2 separate regions of the Gasterosteus aculeatus genome follow, and region 1 is linked to region 2. The links are chromatin contacts, called in public Hi-C maps. All regions are on one chromosome and are shown on one strand. The core of a region is the stretch at or near the end of the contact, and the rest is flanking DNA. Distances in the headings are between cores, read along the strand shown.

What was found. Hi-C and Micro-C count contacts between places; a contact is called where the count stands out from the background.
Region 1: a contact with region 2 is called in a Hi-C map of whole body, with 7 times the contacts expected there. The contact joins the promoter of sost here to the enhancer-like site in region 2. A contact is called at or near these places in 5 of 6 Hi-C or Micro-C datasets (liver, skeletal muscle, tail fin and 1 more).

The regions. Positions count from the first base shown.
Region 1 is chr5:8,588,983-8,596,047 of fGasAcu3.hap1.1, reverse strand. It overlaps sost (sclerostin), which reads left to right and starts at 2,226. Exons shown (of 2, transcript XM_040177328.2): 1 at 2,226-3,326; 2 at 5,202-7,031. The coding sequence starts at 3,080. The coding sequence ends at 5,599.
Region 2 is chr5:8,543,615-8,550,590 of fGasAcu3.hap1.1, reverse strand. No RefSeq gene overlaps it. Among protein-coding and RNA genes, the nearest start is that of meox1, 14 kb to the right of the region's middle. Within about 2 kb of position 3,045, at least 3 of the 9 cell types and tissues checked have open chromatin away from gene starts, as enhancers often do.

The DNA of each region.
Region 1 (7,065 bases), core at 977-3,476, 46 kb before region 2:
TTGATATCAAAATAATAAGACACCTTTGATACCTGACTTTGAGGAATTTGAATTACTTTTCAATAAAGAGCTTTTTTTTTCTTTTATTCAACAGCAGTAGCCAAAGCCTTCAAATATTAAAGGTAGAATAGTCTAATATTGGTTGAATTGGGATTCAAACCTGTAAATGAGAGGCGACCAGAACATGAAAACCAGAAATCTGACCGTACATCTCACGTGTTAAGAAACGTATCAGTCTTCGTCACTCTGTGTTGCGGACAAATGCCAAAAAAGTCTCACCTACTCCTTCTATTCAGCCCTGCATGATTGGGGAATTTAACTTTTAAATATGAGGCGGGGTCACATTAACATGTGGCCGTTTGCTCCCCGTGCATGAAGCGTCCACTGTTCTCCCCGTCCACGGGTTAATGTGGGAGGCCAGAGAGCTCCACCGGCCTCCTCTGCATGATTGCGGTGGACACATAATGAATAATTCACTCTGTCAGACCCTCGGGTCGAACACGGCACAGTTTCAAACAACAATATCTCCTTTATTTACTCTTGCTAACCTGTGTGATCGAGCCCTTCACCAACTCTGCTTCACGAACCACGCAAGAGAAAACACACACGCACACACACAGAGCTCAAGCAGCCGAGGACAGTTTGTTTATGAACTGAAAACACGGCTTTCCATAAAAACAAAGTCATGCTCCGCCGTCCTCTGCGGCGCTGCAGGCTTACTCGCAATCCGGGGAGCATCTGATTGTTATTTGGGCCTCGTTGTGCTGTTATCAAGATAGAAAACACTGCGCTGGGGCCCAGGGGCTCCATAAAGAAACCCAGAGAGGCCTAAATGGAGACCGGCGCTGACATCGGTCGGGACGTCGGCGAGGAGGGCTGTAATCAGGGGCGGCTTCGTGCAGACAGTCGGATCACCCGTCGCTCACCCTAAAAAGCAAAAATAAAAGCATTCTGGCACCGGCTCAGCGCTCCGGGCCTGAACTCGATAGGAGGACCTGACTGTCAGCTGCAGTTACCGTGAGACACACATCGGCCTGCGGAGCGATCGGCGCGTTTCGCCTTCGTTACCGCGACGACGCCATTGCACATTAACACGAAGAAACGCTTCTGAGAGTCGGATGGGGTCAAGAGTTGAAGATGTCTAAATATGCAGTAAGAATGTTAGGAAAACAGAAAATAAATGTTTGTTGTGGGTTTTAATTGAGCATCAGCTGTCACTTATAACGCTTCTATAACGACCATGAAAGTCCACCAAACGCAGGAAGGTCAAACATACACAGAACCTTCACCCAGCAGACGGCGGTTCATGTCCCGAGACCAACAAAGAGTAAAAGGGAACTTTACTCTTGTTATGTAAGAAGTACACAAGTGTATTTGTTTATTCAATACTGTGATTTCAACACACTTGTAATGTATAAACTACGATATCTTGTGAAAACGCTCTCCTACTTTTTTTTGTTTTTAATTGAGCAGCAAGTGCAGATTCTGTCTTGTTTTATGCATTTAAAGATAAAGGTTTAAGCAAAACAAAAACACTTAGTTTGGTTTCCAACGACTACAGTGACGTGAAGTTGAAAAGGGAATTCCACAAGTTGCGTGACAAACAAAACACGAGCCTCTTATGCAACGTACTTATGAAAAGTGTATTTTTGATTCAGAAACATTGAAAATGAACATTGTCTTCCAAATGAAGTGAAGTGACGTTATGGGCCAAGATGTGTGAAGGCCGTGGTACCTAAACGCCCTCCGTATGACTCTCAACACATCTGGATCACCTTGGAGGACCTTCGTCCATTCTCCCTCCAGAGGGCAGTGTTTGAGTGAGAGTCCTCCGTCGTCACGGCAGCGGTCCATGTTGAGCTGCTCAAACTGAAGTATGTCAAATCATCACGTGAACTCACACCTTATCGCAGGAGGGAGGGAGGGTGATGGAGGTGTGAAAAGATGGATGAACTGAGACGGCGGCGCTGCGTTGGTTCACATGAGGCGTTTATGATTCACTTCGCCTCGTTTCGGTGCAGAGGAGCAGCAGGATAAGGAGGCGCAGGAGGAGCGAGAGGCGGTGGTCCAAAATAAATAAACCGCCTCGACAAATGAAAGACTGGCTTTTCATACGTGGAATGCTGCAGAAAGCATTAAAGGTGGAGGAGGTGGAGGGGGAGGAGGAGTGGGAGGAGGAGGAGGAGGAGATGCATTTGTACACTGAAGTCCAACCGCTGCACTGTGAGATGAGCAGATCAGCTGTCTCTGACAGACGTTAGCTCCTTGTCTCTGTTTTCTTCTCCTTTTAGCCCCTTCCTCTCCCTTGTCTCCTCCTCTTGTCTCCTCTGATCCCCTCGGTTCCCCTTTTGCTCCCATTTCCTCCTATTGTTCTCCATCATGTATAAACCCCCTCCTTTACTTTCTTATCTTCAGCTCCCTTTCTCCTCTCTCCTTCCCTCTATTCCATTTTTCTCTTCTTCCCTTGATCTCTCTTCCTCTCTCTTTGTTCCCTTTATCTATATCGGCCTTTTTTCTCACCCCCCTCCTCTATTCATCCCCCATTGTTTCATAATGTCCTCGTGTTTCCATCCTGCTTCTCCTTTCTGACTTTCCACAGTGACTCCACCGTTTCTGCCTCTCTCCTCTCACCTTTCCTCCTAGTCCTCCCTCTCATCTCCTCCTCTCTCGCCCCATCCACCTCTGCTTTCTCCGCTTCCTCCATTCTCCCTCTCCCCTTCTCCATCTCCATAACGGCCTCATACTGCTTTACCCCTCTCCTTTCCTCCCCCTTTCTCCCTCTCCCTCTCCTCTCACTTTCCATCCCTCTATTACCCCCCCGCCCCTCTCTCTCTCTCTCTCTCTCTCTCACTCTCTCTCTCTCACTCTCTCTCTCTCCCCCCCTGCTCGTTTCTCAATGAATCGCTCCCCGGGTTCGACCCCGCCCACTGCGCGTCATCGCTTTAATTGTCCCGCTTTGAGGAGAACTCGCTTAAATACGGGCGGCGCGTCTTGCACCGAGAGGTGGATGTGACCGACTTGTCTCTCTCTCTGTCCTCTCTGTCCTCTCTGTCCTGTCTTCGTCCTCGGACCGAGCAGCATGCAGGTGTCTCTGGTCCTCGTCGTGCTGCTGCAGGGATGCTGCGCCGCCGCGAGAGGATGGAAGCTACTGAAGAACGACGCCACGGAGATTTTACCGGAGTACGCGGGAAACACTGGGACTCCTCACGAGGCGGTACTACAGGCATCCGACGGCAACAACAACAACAACAACAACAACAACAACAACAACGGCAGTATGAATAACCGGGCGAAAGCCGGCGGAAGGGCAGCAAACACAGTATACAGTAAGTTCTTCTTCATGTTCTGGATGTAAAAAAAAAAGACTGGAGGGAAAATGGAATATTGGAAATAGGGATGCAGACTATTTTTTTTAAATAAAAAGTGAGGAAACTTAAGTGGTACATCTTTTGGGATGTAACACGATGCATTTACATCAGTGAATTCCACCGCGCGTTTACACGCGAGTGAGTGCGCGCGGGCACTCAGATATATCGTCTTAATAAATGATTTCAAATGCATCATTATCAATGTAGAGTCAACAATTCTATATACGTTTCTTTTTTTACAAATATAAATACATACATACAAATATGTGTGTATACGAAAATAATATTTTTTTAATGCCTGAACAATTTAAGTTCATGTTGACAATTTATCTACTAATATTAATGATAAAAAATATATATATATTATTATTTGGTGTGTTTAATAGTTTTATTAGACATGATCCACTAGAATTTAATCTTGAGATCATCGGATGATGAAGTTTAAACTGTGTAAATTCTCAGCACCAAGACCACCTGCCTGTTGGACCTGGTGCCTCCCTGATCAGGAGCAGATCGTGTGTGTGGGAAGAGTGTTTTCTTGTTAACCCCCGTCAGACTGGAGGGCGAGAGCGGCAGACGACCGTTCTTGTTGTGTTTCTTCGGTCTGAAACCTTCCCAGAGACATCGGGCCTTTTTTCACCTTGTCTTCCTGCGTATTTCCTCCTCTTTTTATACCATTAATCAAGCTGTACTTACATCACCATGATTGCAACAACATGTCTCCAAAAAAAACCCAACTACAGTCTGTTCTTCAGGGGGGTGCCAGGAGGTGGAGGTGGAGGTGGTGGGGGTGGGGGTGGGGGTGCGGGAGGTTAAACGCAACACTGCCTCTGACAATGATTCCCACCTGCGGCCAGTAAAGGTTTCATGTTCTGATTCAAGCGGTGCTTGTGGAGCAATCTCACGCCGGTGGACTCAAGATGGGTGCGAGACATTTTCTCACATTTGTCTTTATTCAATCACTATGGGGGGGGGGGGGGGGGGGGTGACATATGACTGATGAGGACATTCAAACAAGTCCACAGCAACCTCCTGGATTATTTTCTTCAACCGGCATGTGGGACGCCCTGGTCTTGGTCCCTGCGGGGTCACAGCGGGGACTTTGACCCCCCCCCCAGGGGTCACGCAGGCCGCCACCATTAGTGCGAGGCTGAAGGACGGAGGGGGGAGCGGGACATGTGAAAGGGGGAAGAGGCACAGAGAGATTACTAATCAGGGAACGAGACGGGACGGTTACTGGTGCAAACCTCCGCCCAGTGGGTCCTACTGGTCCCGCAGAGTCACACCAGATCAAGTTCACACTGGGAGAAAAACTAAAAAAAGGTAAAACAGGAAGTCACCTCACATAAATCCCTTTTTTTTGCAAAGAAAGCCGCAGAGCAAAAACAGACCCCTCTCCAAGTGCGTCCTTTTCTAAACCAACAGTTTTTGTTCAAAAGAAGTTAAAAAAACAGCTAAACATTGTCACTGTGGCAGATTTGCAGTTTGTTCACAACCTTTTCTTGTTTCTTTTAAAATAAGCGGACAGCTATTTGCTTCTCCATCAGCCGCCGCTGTGCGCTTTTCCTTCCAGCCCCGAAACCTCCATTAAGTTTGATTGAGCTGTTTAATGGCCTCGTGGTCTGGATTTGCTATCAGCTGATTGCTGCCAGCTGAATCTCTGTCAACCGCTAATGATCCCCCCCCCCCCCGAATCAAACTCAGACGCTCTGATATGATCTCTGCCTCAATTTTGCATTAAGCCGAAATTACGAAAAACGGATTTTCCGCGTGTGCGTCAAATCGATCTATACTCAGGTGTTTGTTTTTTGTTGTATTTTTGTTGACGTACAGGTGCCGCGGAGCTGAGCTGCAGGGAGCTGCGCTCCACCCGCTACATCACCGACGGGTCGTGCCGCAGTGCCAAGCCGGTGAAGGAGCTGCTGTGCTCGGGCCAGTGCATGCCGGCGCACCTCCTGCCCAACTCCATCGCCCGCGGCAAGTGGTGGAGGGGAAGCGCCTCGGACTATCGCTGCGTGCCGGCCCACTCTCGGACGAGGAGGCTCCAGCTGCACTGTCCCAGCGGCAACACCCGGACTTACAAAATCCGCGTGGTCACCTCCTGCAAGTGCAAGCGCTTCAGGCCCCACCACAACCAGTCGGAGGCCAAGGAGGTGCCGAGGGCGCAACGCGGCAAGAAGCGCGACCGGAGCAAGAACACCACGCCGACACTGACGGGCAACTCGTACTGACGCTCCTCCTCCTCCGCACGCACGCACCCACCCACACACACACGCGCACAGACACACGCACACACACAACTGATCTCCTTTGAATGGGTGGAGAGGATAAAGAAATATCAAAGAGAGTGAATTGATAAGCTAATTGCCGGCCTGGTATTTAAATCATTGGTCTTTATTTTTCTTTCAGCGTATTTGTGAATTCTGATGCTTATTTGCATGAGGGTCAGGAGTCAGGGCCGGGAGCCAACAGCCCCCTTATTTTACTTATTTCACTTTTTTTTCTCTTTCGTCCTCGCATCAAAACCGCTTTGTCTTTAATGCGGAGACCTCCCACGGGGCCCTCGAGCCCGTCTGTGCAAACAGCCAGCGGATGCTGAGCCACGCAGCTCGCCTTTTTTTAAAAGCCCAAAAGCTCCAGAGTGGTTGTAATCCATCTCCGTTTGGTTGTGTGCGTGTGTGGTGGAGATGGTACCGGGTTCCGGGCCGGGTGGAGGGGGGGCTCTGACGGTGGGATGCTGGCAGGTTTTTGGAGAGGCCCCCCCCCCCCCCCAGGGCCTTGTGCGGCGGTCCGGGCAGCTCACTATTAGGTGCCTGGCTCCTGTGGAAGGACCTCAGCTACTACCGGGCCAGTCAGTTCCCCACGACGAGACGCACACACTCAGTGGGAGAGCAGCTCCGACTGGGAATTCCTGCGACTCCTCCTAATTGCCAAATGAGCTCATTGCTGTGTTATTTCAGTCATTAAAAATGAACAAATAGAAAAGCCATTTCCTCTAGACGAAGCCGGTTCCTGTTTGTCGGAATCACACGCAGACCTAAAAATAAATAAATAACAAAGTGCACATGTGTGTAGGAGGCATCGGAGAGCTGAGCGCGCTCGCTCGGCTGCCCGGGGGCCCGAGACCGGAAAGCTTAGTCAGCGATGGGCCCGTTTCTGTCGGAGACGCTTAACCCCCCCCCCCCCCACTGTAAATAGCTAATAATTGTATCATTGCATGGACCAATAAAAATGTGGCCCCAGTGCGTCACTGCAGACAAAACCCCCTCCTCCCTCAGCAACGGGACGGCGCTTCATGAAGAACACTCACAAAGCTTCCTGCGTATTGTTGGACTAAACTGTACTGACAATGTTTGCTTGTTTCCCTGATTATGTGTGTTTTTTATTAAATACCAACTGGAAGGGGTCTGAGAGCTGTGATTGTACATATCCAACCTGTTCAGGTGTGTTTGAAGAGGGAGGGAGGACGGTTGTTCTACAGACAGAAAAGAAGGACTGTTATAAAGAATGAACTGCATATTTATTTTTTATTGCCACATTTAAATTATTTATTCAACCTTTTTGTAGTAAATGATATCCATTATTGTCATATAGTATGATAGAGACGTTGGAGATGAAATACTGTACAGAACATGAATAAAGTAAAGGCAGATATATTTGAAAGAGCCGTTGCACTTGCTATCTTTCTTCTTTACAT
Region 2 (6,976 bases), core at 1,796-4,295:
GTCCTCCTTTCTTCTTTCTTCTTCTTGGGAAAGAAGTCGGGTTCTGTTTTTTCTCTGTGTGGCCCCGAGCGCATCGGTTACGGTCCTGGGGAGTCACTTGAAACGAAGCGTGATTAATTACTCCTTCATTACTCATCATTGAGCAATCGAATAAACTATTAATCACTCAACCACGGAGGTAATGAAGGGAGTTGTTGTTTTTTTGCCATTTGTGGGCAAAGCAACAAGCTGAAAGAACAACGTTGACATATTAACACCCTATAAAGTTTAATTGGTAGAACCTGTCGGCAATTCATTACTTTTCAAACCATTCCAGCGGCACAGAACTCCAATAATTCATTCTCCTTTAACGCCGAACTGAAATAAAGCAGCTCTTTAGCTGCTGAATGAGGTGCCGAGTGCAGCTTTAAATATTTTGCAAATCAAGGTGATCATTCTCGAGGGCTCATCCTAATTTAGACATAGATGGTTGTATCTGTTCTTATGTACATGTTCGGTTAGCGCGGCACTATCAGGGATCGACAGGATCAGGTGGCCCCTTCCCCACTTCCTGCCCCCGTACTTCGCTTTCAGTTACACACCTGCGAGGTTTCCTCGTTGCTCTCGTGCGGCTGGAGTGCCACTTTTCACGAGGACCCGCACAACAAGACAAAACTAACACCTCGGGTTGTGCTTTTCACCAAAGCGCCGGCGCTAAGCGGCTACCAGCAGCTACCAGCAGCTAGCTTAGCCTCGGCCCTTGGAGAACATTCATTCATGAGTTCCTCAATTCCTCCCCGCCCGTCTCCAGCCGCCATGTGGCGAGGTACCGCACAATTGTTGGACCCAAATCAGACCGCGTACCCTTGGAAATTGACACATTGCTCGAAAGGCCTCTTGGAAACAGTTTGAAGAACCCGGAAAGAAAACCACATCAACAGAGACCAGCTGATACCGGAGCGGCGTTGGCACGCTGTGCTGTGTGCCGCCGCGTGACGAGTCCAGGTCGTGCGGGTCGTGGCTGTGGGTGGGGCAGCGGTTGATCCACCACGTTACCCCCCCCCCCCCTACCCCCCCTTCATCCCAAACGGGAGGATCGGTCCAAGATGGGTTGCATTAATTCAGGCTTTTGAAGCAGTCGGCACTCGGGTTAACCGCGACACAACATGTGGTGCACCCCCAACCACCATTACCCCCCCCTCAAAACCCTGTTTAGCACTGATGAGCCAGGGACCGCAGGGCTGAGGCTGTGTGTTCCTGGGGGAGGAATGCTGATGTTTGACAGGAGGGTGTGTACCTAGTGATTTCCGTATCAAGGTCAGAGGGCGTTCGAGGCCGACGCTCACGACACGCCACACGACTTTCTGTCACATGGCTGCCGAGTGTTTCCCTGAACCCGGTCACGTCCCCTCGCTGCTCCTCTCGGGGTCCAACGCGGCCCCCAATTAGCCTCACGCACAAGCAGCCCGTTGCACTCTGGCGCTTCTCTTTAATAACTACTTCTTTTAATGGTCAGTTGATCACGCCGTTGGCTAAAACAATATTTTTCTTTCATTGACAGCCCGGTGAAAACTCCAGAAAGGTGACCCTTTTATTTTGAGTTTGACTAAATTTTTGTGACGAAAGCAGAAACATCGTCAGTACCGCAGCGCTGCAGGTAACTCATAATAAAAAAATCTATCTGGGATTTAACTGTAATGAATAGAATAAATTACTTTCAGTTTTGTTTAACCTTAATTACGCAATTAGTCCTTAGTAATCTTATCATTGTGTTGGATAATATTGTATTGTAATGAATGGCAGTGGGTCAGATTATCGTCTAATGAATGCCATTTTTCTGTAATTGTGTTTGCTGTGTAAATAGAGTCTTCATGGGTGTTTCTGCAGCAGACTCAACCAATGGGAACTTTGCTTGTTCTAAATCTCCCCTCAATTGTTTCCATGTTATTTTGGATATTAATCTCCTCATAGCATAATATTGTTATGCGCGGTGAAACCGCCTCAGCTATTGTGCAACGCTGCCGGTTTGGAGAAGGTTTCCGTATCTCCAAATATTTAGGCTGGTGCATTAGATAATTTGGGTCACGTTGACTATTATTTAATAAGGCATCGCTATGAACAAACACTCAAACAATTAGAAAGCATGTGTGTGTGTGCCTGGTGTTTACCTTTGGAAATAATATTTAGTGTGTTTATGTGTGTGAGAATGAACACAGTTGTGCAGAACCTTTAGTGTGTTGGTATCACAATAAGTGAGTCTCTCTTGGCGTCCTGCCTCGGCTCTCCGGCCAGAACAACCGCACTTAATCTCTCACGCTTCCTCTTCCTCTTCTTCTTCTTTCCTTTCTGTCTGTTGGTTCTTGAACGCCATCAAAGACACAAAAGGGCTTTTTATCTATGTTTTTATTCTTCATCGCCATGACTAACTCTTCGCCGAGGTCGAGCTCGGGCTTCTTTAAAAAAAATGTCTTACGAGCTCCGTCATTTTGCAGAGGAACGTCAACGGGCTTTGAAGGAGTTTGGCATCTCTCCTGTGAGCAATGACGTCGCCAAAGCATAATTCAAAACACAATAAATCAATGCGGATTTCAGTTGCGATAAGAGGAAGAAAAAAATAATCCTCGTAGAATCGGGGTTCTCAGGCCCGGTGAGTTATGAACTCCCCGGCTTCACCGAGGTCCTGGATCTGCATAAATAACCATCTGGGAGGATCAGGACTAACCGGGCATGTAAGGTACCGCGAGCACCATCTGTTTTCCTCCCGACGCTGAACAGCGGCGGTGTTACGGCCTCGAGGTCCGGGTGTAAAGAAGTGACCTTTTGACATGCCGCAGCTGCGAGCGATTCACAAAGCAGACAAACACCTGCTGACATCTCCCGCTCGGCCCTTCCATTGCACCGAAGTAGCAATAAAGTGATTCGCGGCCTCGCTAAAGTCATGACGCACGTCAGCCTTTGACATCTCCCAGTGTCTGAAACATGATTTCTTTACAGCCAACGGAGGCCGTCGCTGTCTTCAGATCCCTGCGCAGTGAAAACACACCTCTCTCAAAAGCGATGTGTTGAAATAGTGACTCATCGGACAGGTTCCTCCGTCTCATCCGGGCCTCTTCTGCATCTGCGGTTGTACGAGGGCCGGCCCCGCTGGGTTCGGTGACGGACTAACTATGTGTGGAAATATCAATAAATAGCAACTGAGAGGAAAAGGATTCCACTTAAATCCCGAATAAAATCCATAAACACAGAGAGGAGCACGGAACGAAGATTTTGTCCCGTGCGCTCAATACAAACACGCATGTGAACAACCGGGACATGCAATGAATGTAGCCATTGGATCGTATCGCTCACGTCTGACATCCAATCACCGCTAATGTGTGTTAATAGTGAAAGCGATGCATGGGGAGGGGAAAGGAGGAGCACGGGAGGAGAGGGAGGAGGGGGGGGGGCAGCAAATAAACAATGGCAATAGGAAGGGGAAAGGGGCAATTTCAACCTAAACTATATTAATGTAATCAAGGCCAATTAGTGGGTTCAGGATAACATTCCTGTGGCTCGCTGTGTTTATTTAGCAAGTAAAAGAAAGTAGGTAGAAGGCGAAGGCACATCCAGACTCAGAGCCGACTGCGTGAATGCTTCACTGTAAATGCCACTATTTTCTTAACTTCACCCCTTTTATTGGAGCTGAGCTGTAGATTATGTGTACGATAATATGACATGAACATCAGCCCAATTCTGGCGTCTCATTGGCTCCCTAATTGTTGGGAAATGGATATATATGGCTGAAATAATGAGCCTGTTTGTTTAAATATGTATATTTTTATAAGTATATATATATATTTATTTATATATTTACGTATATATATACATAAATATATATATATATATATATATATATATATACAAATATAAAAAATATCTTATATATATATATATATATATAATATATAAAATATATATATATATATATATATATATATATATATATATAAGATATTTTTATCTATTGGACTGAAACTGAAAATAAGCGTGAAGGTGGTTCAGGTTCGACGGAATGAACCCCAGGATGAGTTGGGAAAGTCACACAGCTCCCCCGTGTGGTCAGATAGAGACACTGCGCTCCCAGTCCGGCACTGGAGAGATGCTGTGAAACCACGACAAACTCCACTACAAGAGACCGAGGGACACCACCCTCGTCGTCAGGCCTCTTACGTCAGGACGACCGAACTCCGGAGGGAGCTCATTTCGGGAGAGATAGATCTCCATAAACGTTTCCCAATGTGACCTTTCGCGTGGACGTGGGGGCTCCCTGTCAAAACGGCATAAACAAATATGACGTAACTGGACTGGTGTGAAGCAGGAGAGCAACTGGTTTATGAATAATGAGTGGTCCCGGTCCCGGTTGGTTTGCCGTGGATTGGAGACAGATGTGGGAGCGAGAGCGACGCACTGGTGGCGTAATCGGGGTCGACCTCTGAAAGGGAGGGGAGGCAAACAGGGGGCTCTTCTCGCATGACCTCGCTCTGGGGGGGGCGATGAGTCATCGTGCTTCACACCGAGGTCAGGTACGAGACTATATTTAGCCACGTGTCTTTCTGTTGGATGCAGAAATGGGACATTCAAAGGTTGAATTAGCAGGACGGCACCCCACAGGAAGGGACCACTGCAGGGCCGCTCATGCACACTAGTGCAAATGTCCTAGTTTAATGAATCGGTTCCTATAAAAACTGCTCGACGACGGCACTGAGCAGATAAAGTCGGCTCATCTTTGCCGAAGTTCAGTGAAGGTAAAATACACCCAATGGCTGTGAAACAGAACATCCCTGTCACGGTGTGGTTCACTTCATGTTATATTTTGTAGTTTTCTGCCACTTGTGTCCCCGGGTAACTTCACTTCCTGCCTTGTCCCGTCATCCCCTGTGATCGTCTTAATAGTTTCCACCTGTGTCCAATCACCTGCACCTCCCTTGTGTATTTAAGCCGTGTGTCTCTTGTGTCACTTGTCGCGTCATTGTCTTTTGCCACGCATGTTCTTGTCTCCTGTTGTGGATCGCCGTAGGTTCATGCCTGTTTGTTTTTGCCCCTTGGCCTTTTGGATTTTGTATCTGGTGACTATTAAAGTTTTTTGTTTCGGAGAAGTCTGCATCTGAGTCCTGCCTTCCACCCCCACCCTGACACATCCCGATCGCTTCCTGCTCGCTGGCTCCAGCATTCTTCTTCAGCCTCGCTGCACACACACACCCTTTTTCTTTTATGGAAAAAGAAAATTGTGATAAATATGCTTCATAAATTTTTTTACAAAGCACGCCATTGCGAGTTCACACTTGCAGCTGAAGCCAAAGCATCATAAGGACTCCGTTTTTCTGCCCAGGTTTCTAAAATTTCATTTTTAATGTACAGACGGAGGCTCATTGACAGACTAATAAAGCTGCTCCAACAATTCAGCCAAATCACTGCTGGCCGTTACGTGAAGAAGAAACCGAGCGGTTGCTAATAATAGCTCCCAGCGTGCCAACACCTGCCGCGCAGATGTGTGTGTTAATGAGACGGCAGGGTGAGTGTAAACAGATGGAACGATAATAATAGGTGATAAATGATATCCATGTACGCCGTAAACCTTCATGCATGCCGTAAAACCTTCATGCATTATATCACCGCACTGCTCGTGTCTGTGAGGCTCTCATGACTTCATGCTCTCACAATGGTCCGGTCTTCACCACCAGAGGTGACCAGAGCTCACCTGGTCCCGACCGGATAGCGTGTGCAGCGATTTGTGTCGCGAGGACGGACTGACACTATGAACGAGACTCCACTTGAACCCAGTTTGCTGCTGCAGAGTTGGAAACTTGGAATCCGACGGGGTCTCAGCAAGTCACGACTTCCCGGTTCAGTCCAAAACAAAGAGAGCTGTAAATGGAGAGTGAAGAAGAAGGTCTAAAGGTCGGGAACAACTTTATGAGGCAAAGATCCAAAATCTAAATCCTAAATCTGGTGTGAGGCCAAAAGTGCAACAATATGAAGTTGTGGCTACTCTTTTAAAGGTTTGTAAAATCAGCTTCTATAAGCTCTCACGGTCCAGTTTCTCACATGAAAAGACCTAAACCAACAGTCTTTCTCTCCCCAAAAGTAAACCACAATCTCTTTTGAGGAGATGAATCCAGAGCAGTTCATTCGGTCTCTCTAGGATCCATCATTCCTTCTGCAGGAAGGCATTGTTTTATTCCCCAAAAGCTTCAAGCTCCATTCACACTGAAGGGTTTCTCAAATAGTGCTGCGTGATTACGTCTGCCAGGTCCAATCTCCATCAGAACCAGGCCTCAGCATCCAGCTGTGGGGCGAGACGATGGAACGTTGCTTGCTTTTCACCCTTAGACTCTGCTTTTGACTCCAACTGATTTTTCTTTGGGGGGGAGTCTGGGGGAACGAGAAGCCGCAACGTGCGGTTCCGGCCTCCAAAACTCTCCTTTCTCCTTCTGGCACAGGATGAAGCTCTCTATCATCTCGCCCCCCCCAGCCGCCCTCCTGTCACATCTGTCTTCACAGCGGCTTGTAAAAATTACCTGACACGAACCACTCAACGCACCGGACGGGACCGACGCCCCCAATGTCCCACAAACCTTTACAAACTTCTATTTGCAGCGAGCTCCGCTCCATGTGCCAGTCGGTGTTAGTGAGATTGCGGCAAAAAATTGCAAGGTGATTTGATATAAATTGTTTCCAAAACAATGGCTGTTAAATTGAATTCACATGTTGAAGCCATTGTGTAATTGGTGGACAGAAAGCGAAGGTCTGCACTGTGTTTCCTAAAAAGATGATCATCAGAGGCCTCAAGAAAACAAGGAGTGTAGTTTGAACATATTTAGGCCCCTGAACTTGGTCGAGTATCCAAATAGCCAAATTAAGGGCAGCAGATATGACGTGAAGATTTACTCTACTATTTAAAAGGACTAAAACATCTGAAATATGCTTCTAAAAGTAGAAAAAGTAGTGCTTTGAATTT